2 separate regions of the Pan troglodytes genome follow, and region 2 is linked to region 1. The links are chromatin contacts, called in public HiChIP or PLAC-seq maps. All regions are on one chromosome and are shown on one strand. The core of a region is the stretch at or near the end of the contact, and the rest is flanking DNA. Distances in the headings are between cores, read along the strand shown. Region 1 holds the start of BLMH (bleomycin hydrolase). Region 2 holds the start of NSRP1 (nuclear speckle splicing regulatory protein 1).

Evidence for each region. HiChIP or PLAC-seq counts read pairs in DNA pulled down with a chosen protein or histone mark.
Region 2: a contact with region 1 is called in an H3K4me3 HiChIP or PLAC-seq map of stem cell-derived excitatory neurons, with 8 times the contacts expected there. The contact joins the promoter of NSRP1 here to the promoter of BLMH in region 1. A contact is called at or near these places in 2 of 7 Hi-C or Micro-C datasets (blood and stem cell-derived neural progenitor cells) and 1 of 1 datasets of contacts at active chromatin or transcription factors (stem cell-derived excitatory neurons).

What each region holds. Positions count from the first base shown.
Region 1 is chr19:37,280,859-37,284,323 of NHGRI_mPanTro3-v2.0_pri, reverse strand. It overlaps BLMH (bleomycin hydrolase), which reads right to left and starts at 1,847. Exons shown (of 12, transcript XM_511383.7): 1 at 1,455-1,847; 2 at 959-1,156. The coding sequence starts at 1,467.
Region 2 is chr19:37,459,494-37,462,958 of NHGRI_mPanTro3-v2.0_pri, reverse strand. It overlaps NSRP1 (nuclear speckle splicing regulatory protein 1), which reads left to right and starts at 1,711. Exons shown (of 7, transcript XM_063798767.1): 1 at 1,711-1,892; 2 at 2,911-3,128. The region is part of intron 1 of LOC107969205 (a long non-coding RNA gene); the gene reads right to left. It overlaps MIR423 (microRNA mir-423), which reads left to right and starts at 3,344; the gene lies at 3,344-3,436.

The DNA of each region.
Region 1 (3,465 bases), core at 598-3,097:
GGACCACTGTGACATTACTAACTGGATCATCTGTAGCCTGAGAGCCCACACCACTCCAAGCACTTTCTTCTAAAGCAAAACATTAATTATTGTAAGGTCTTGACTTTTTCCTTAACATTTAAAAAATCAACTTTATTCAGGTATAATGTACATACAATAAAATGTACTCACGTTAAATGTGTGCTTTGTGAGTTCTAACCGACTCTAAACAAGCACTGATGTGCTTCCTGTCCATATAGATAGACTGGGGGGTCGTTTTTAAGTACAGAAAGACTTTTAAAAATCCGTTTAGTACAATTTTGTTGTGAGAATGTGCTCCTTATTTAGATTGCTGGATATCCAATCTTTCACTATACCTGTTTTTTCTGAGAGTGGTGCTAGAAAGCAGATAGCAAAACGAGACTTCTTGACCAGCAAGGCATGAGAACAGAACTTTTTTCTGTATTACAAACTGATCTACTGGTGGGAACTGAGCCCATCAGCACATTAGCTTCAGTTGTAACCAAGAAGCATATTTAAAAGTAACATCTGATGACATTTTAATGTAATTACATTGTGTCTTTTCTATTTCATAGTATAGGGCCTTCAGGGCATTTCTGGGGAGTCCTCCAAAGATATGAACATTTTCACATGTTCTGTTTTGTGACCAAGACCATACATCTCCAAGACACGGGCTACAAACCACATAGCATTGGAACATAATATAGTCAATAACACTCAAACGTATACTCATGGACATGTCACTTTTGTACTCTAACCGCATGTACTAACAAGCCACAGAACAGCAAAACAAACCACATGGGTAATGTTCTTAGACCTGCCTGTACCTGTGCCTCATTCTTTACGAATTTACGACCAGTTCTTTCAGTACGAATTTAAGACCACTCTTAAATAAGACACCAAAATGGGACGCTGTCAGGAAGGTCAAGGAAAGTATGGGAGAAGTGGAAGCCCACACCTGAGCTCTTCTGGTTGGTGATTGGCTTGCCCTCCTGGGGCACGGCGTGCTGGAACACATGCTGCGCGCGCTGCACCGTGGCCCGCTTCAGACAGATGTCCAGCAGGTCGTGGGTGGTCCCGACATTCTGGGCAAGTACGAACTGGGGGTCGGAATTCAGTTTCTGTATCACAGCAGCTACCTTCTCCGAATTCAGTCCTGTTGGGAGACCAAACAGGATTTTAACGCAAAAAGAGGGGGAAAGGGCTGATCTGGGGCTCCCGCGTCCCGAATCTAACTTCGTAAGCGCATCCTGGGGTGCCCGCTGCAGCGGGGAAACCCATAAGCGGCATCCTCCTCCAAGGAGCTGTCTCCCTCCAGGCCGATCCAGCCTGCCCCGAAAGCTCCCTCCCCGCCATCGCCAAGGGTCCCAGCCCCCGGCCTTCCCCGCCGCCGGGCCTCACGGGGACCGCGGAGCTCCTCCAGAGGACCGCGGCGGGGGACGGCGGCACCTCACCCGAGCTGCTCATGGCGCCCACGCTGCCCGGCGGGGTAACGGTGGCTTCCAGGGTCCTTGGGCGAGCGCCGGGATTGCGCTGCGGCTCGCTGCCTAGGGGGCCCGACCTGTCTCTCGCACCCGGAGCGCCGGAAAAAGGAAACCGGCTCGGCGGCGGCGGCGGCGGCGGCGGGGAGGCTGAGGCCGGGAGAAACGGGGTCCGCGGAGGGACAAAACTCCCCCCTCGCGTTGCTGAGTCAGCGCCGTCGGGGCTGGCCCCGCCCGGGGGAGGGCCGACGGGGGCGGCCTAGCTGACGCGCTGGGTCCGCCAGCGCCCGGGGGCTGAGGCCGCGCCTGCCCCCGCGCAGGACCGCACAGATGGTCTGCGCGCCAGGGCGGCGCCGGCGCCTTCTCCCCCTGGGTTCCCGCCTCCGGGCCGCGCGGGCGCCCTCCCGGGATCAGGCCCGCTCCAAGGAGGGAGGCTGACGGGTTCCCTGTGGGCCCAGACCCCAAGTACTCTAGCATCGGGGAATCGTCCCCAGGAAGCCTTGTGAGAAGCCAAAAGGGAGCTCGAGGCGGGAGGGAGGAGCTGAGAGGTCCCATAATTAAGCGTCGGGCTTAGGACGGGTCGATATGTCACAAGGAATGCACCCGAAGGCTCTTCCTATAGGCTTCGTTTGCTGACCAATCACTGCATTCTCAATGGCAACTTGTTGCTTGGATTCTCATCAGAAGCAAATAATTGTCTTTGAGGGGAAATGGGAACCAAGCTCTTCCCCACCCACTCCAAAGCTACTACCAGAGTTCTACAAATAGACATCTGCTCATTTCAAGAACACTACCCATCTGGTCTTCACGGAGTCCACGAGTGGCTCCTGTATAGTCCAGCATGTCCCGTTGGGTTTAACTCAGGAGGATGACAGAGGCTAGCCGTATGCATCAATATTGTTTCGCCGAGTTCTCTACAAAACTAACTGATGCTCCCCCTCTAGGCTTTCAAGATAACTCAACAGTTTCCCAAAGTTTTGAGATTGTAAAAACCTTGTTTTTGTTGATTCCGTGTTTCATGCCCTGAAATCTCAGCCCTTAGTAAGATGCTGGGATAGAACCCACAGAGGGTAAAACAAAAACACTGAAACCCTGTATCTGCTATTCAAAACGATGAGGTTGTGTGTGTGTGTGTGTGTGTGTGTGTGTGTGTGTGTGTGTAACCTAGCATCTAGGTCTTCTTAGATTGAAAATCATCACAGTTCTAAGGAACTCTGATATCTGGAAAAATCCATACTCAGGCACCAATCAGTCATTTGAGAAAGCACAGTTTCTATGTCCCTAGAGAGACTCGGCTAAAAATTGGGGCTATAACATAGCAACTATCTTAAGTGGGCCCATCAACCATCCTATTCTGAGGTTCTTTCAATATCTGAAAAAGAAGAGGCTGAAAATTATACAGAACGAAATCACTGGTCCTTTCACAAAATGATGTTCAAGCATCCTGCCCAATTCAAGTCATAAATTTGTATTCAGTATCTAACATGTACTAGGCACTGGACAAACTGCTGATGACATAGAGACGAACAAAGCTTAATCTTGCCGTTAAGAAACTCAATGTAGTAGGAAAGAGATGCAAAACAACTTTTAGACTATCTGTAGTAGCATACCAGTAGTGCTGTAGACTGTAGAAGCAATGAGGAGAGCACTGTCAATTAGGGCCAAAGGGTGCCTGAAAATAGAAGTGACAAGAGAGCATGATCTTGAAGAGTGGATGAGATTTTTACAAGTCAAAGAACAGGAGAAGGGCATTCAAGGCACCAGCGAAGGCGCAGTGAATAAAATCATGTTCAAGAAAGGGTGCATCATAATCGGATGTGGCTAAGAGCAAGGCATGTTTTGGGAGCAGAGGCAAGGTGTAGGACTGGAAAAGTTTTGTAGGTTTGGGCCAAGATATAAAGGGTTTTATGTTCAATGCCTGAGCATCTGGACTTTATCTTATGGTTAATTAGAAGACAAAATGGGTTTTGAAACAAAGGAAAAA
Region 2 (3,465 bases), core at 462-2,961, 180 kb before region 1:
CAATATTATTACATGGTAATGTAATCAGAATAGATCAATATTCAGTGTTTATATTATCATGATTATGTATGCTATTTACAGCTTAGCCATGTTGTAAATTACAATTATTTTCCATTCCTGTACATCCTTTTGCTTTCCCTAGAGTTAATGTCAAAAGAAAACTGGAGTGCTATAATATCACACAAGTAGATTTCAGAGCAAAGAATATTATAATGATAAAGGTTATTTGATAATGAAAAGTCAATTAAGAAGACATTACAATCTTAAACCTAATAACAGAGCTTCAAAGTACATGAAGCTAAAACTGATAGAACTTCAAGTCTATAGACATAAAATATTTACCTAGGACTGGGGGATTTGGAGGAAAATAGGAGTGGCTAATAGGTATATGGTTTCTTTGTTGGGTATTAAAAATAATCTAAAATTGGCCAGGTGCAGTGGCTCACACCTGTGATCCCAGCACTTTGGGAGGCTGAGGCGGGTGGATCACCTGAGGTCAGGGGTTTGAGACCACCCTGGCCAACATGGAGAAACCCTGTCTCTACTAAAAATACAAAAATTAGCTGGGTGTTGTGGTGGGCGCCTGTAATCCCAGCTATTTAGGAGGCTGAGGCAGGAGAATCGCTTGAACCCAGGAGGCTTGAACCCAGGAGCTTGCAGTGAGCTGAGATGCACCATAGCTCTCCAGCCTGGGAAACAGAGCAAGGCTCTGTCTCAAAAAAAAAAAAACTAAACTAAAATTGATTGTGGTGAGGGTAGTACAACTATGACTATACTAAACATACAACTTGACTATACTAAACCCCACTGAATTGCACACTTTAAATGAATGAATTGTATGATATGTGAATTATCGCTCAATAAAACTTTTTAAAAATATTTTTAAAAATATTATACTAGATAGAAATCTGAATCTATACAAAGACATGGAAACACCAGAAATGATAAATATGTGGGTAAACGTATTTTTCCTATTCAAAAAAATCTTTTTAAAAACGAAGTTACTTTTTATAGCAAAAATAATTTATTGTGCATTTATGACATAGTGACAATAGCACAAAACTAGGAGATAAAATGGAAGTATGCTTTTCTAAGCTTCTTATACTATACACAAAGTGGTAGATTCTTACTTTAAGGCAGATTGTGATAAGTTTAAGACATATATTAGAAACCCTAAAGCAACAGCTTATATAACAAGCAAAGAAGTATGGTCAATAAACCAACAAAGGAAGCTGAAGCATGAAAATCATAAGCTGAATCACAGTTGGGAAAAATAGAAAACAAATAGCAATCAAACTTTTTTTTTTTTTTTTTGAGATGGGGTCTGGCTATGTTGTGCATGCTGGCCTCAACCTCCCAAAGTGCTGGGACTACAGGCCTGAGCCACCCCACCCAGCCTGCAATCATAGTCACTTTAATGAAAATGTTTTAAGCATCCAAATTAAATGGAAGAGACTGTCAGACTGGATAAAAAAGCAAGACCCAACTATTTTCTGTCAACAAGTGATCCAATTAGAATGTAAATACACAAATAGATTAAAATGGGTTGAAAAAGATACACTATGCTAGCATTAATCAAAAGAAAGCTAGTTATATTGATAGCAGACCAAGCAGACAAAGAAGAATAAAGGAATAAAGAGGGCCACTTCTTAATGCTATAGAGGTTAGTAGAGGTTAATGCAAGAGAACGTAACAATCCTAAATGTTTACATACCTAACTTCAAAATACATGACACAAACTGATAGAATTGAAAGGAGAAGCAAATTCGCAATTATAGTTGGAGATTTCAACATCCTTATCTCAGTAATTGATCTCTTTGGCTGCTCTGAGACTAGCTGGGAATGAACCAAGAGTGAATGAGTGCACAGATGTGGGCAGAGTTTTCAAAAAGGTATCATATACGGGCCAGGCACGGTGGCTCACGCCTGTAATCCCAGCACTTTGGGAGGCTGAGGCGGGTGGGTCACATGAGGTCAGGAGTTTTGAGACCAGCCTGGCCAACATGGTGAAACCCCGCCTCTACTAAAAAAATACAAAAATTAGCCAGGCATGGTGGCGGACGCCTGTAATCTCAGCTACTCAGGAGGCTGAGGCAGGAGAATCGTCTGAACCTGGGAGGCGGAGGTTGCAGTGAGCCAAGATTATGCCACTGCACTCCAGCCTGGGCGACAAGAGCGAGACTACGTCTCAAAAAAAAAAAAAAAAAAAAGTATCATATATGATCCTGATTCCTATACCCAATGGCCCGTGAACAGTATTATTAATAATTTTGGTCCTTGGGCCGGGCGCGGTGGCTCATGCCTGTAATCCCAGCAATTTGGGAGGCCGAGTCGGGCGGATCACCCGAGGTCGGGAGTTCGAGACCAGCCTGACCAACATGGAGAAACCCCGTCTCTACTAAAAATACAAAATTAGCCGGGCGTGGTGGCACATGCCTGTAATCCCAGCTACTCGGGAGGCTGAGGCAGGAGAATCGCTTGAACCCGGGAGGCGGAGGTTGAGGTAACCGAGTTCGCGCCTTTGCACTCTAGCCTGGGCAACAAGAGCGAAACTCCGTCTCAAAAAAAAAATTTTTTTTTAATAATAATTTTGGTCCTATGTAAGGTATTATTAATACACAGATTTTCATTTTTCGCCTAATTATCCTGAACCAGTTAAAGTGAACACTTGGAAGGGGGTAGGGGGAATATCGATAGCCATGGCAGTGGTTTTCAAACTTTATCAGAATTACCCGCTGGTTAAAATTCAGATAACTCGCTTCACTCCAAAGTTTCTGATTGTGCAGGTTTGGGGTGGGGCCCGAGAATTTGTCATTTTAACAGTATCTCCGGTGTTGCTGATGCCGCTGGTCCCAGAACCACACACTGCGAACAACTGGCCTAGAACGTTGTCATTCCTTTCTCCTACAGATTTTGAGGCAGCCGGTGGGCTCCGAAACAAAACAGAGGTCACTGGATCCGATTCCCAGTACCATAGAAGTGACTCAGACCAGCGATTCAACCGACAAGCGGGATCCGGGCCACCCAAAGCCGCGCGAGAGTTTACGTGACGACATGGGCGTCAGCGTCACGGAGGCGTCGGCCACGTTCAGCGGACACGGGAGCAAGATGGCGATTCCGGGCAGGCAGTGAGTGATCCGGGAGTTAGGGTCAGGCTGGGGGATGAGAAACTACGGCGACTGTGTCTTTGGCCGAGGAGTTTTAAATGCGCTGGAAGTGAAGGGACTGTGTCGTCAGGGGTAGAGACGGGAAAAAACGAGAAGTCCTGAGGAACATAGATTCCCCTCCCCCGTACATTTTCCCGGATGGAAGCCCGAAGTTTGAGGGAGAAACTTGTGAGGAAATAAAGGAAGTTAGGCTGAGGGGCAGAGAGCGAGACTTTTCTATTTTCCAAAAGCTCGGTCTGAGGCCCCTCAGTCTTGCTTCCTACCCCGCGCTTGAGTTTCTCCCCGCTTGGATGCTCTC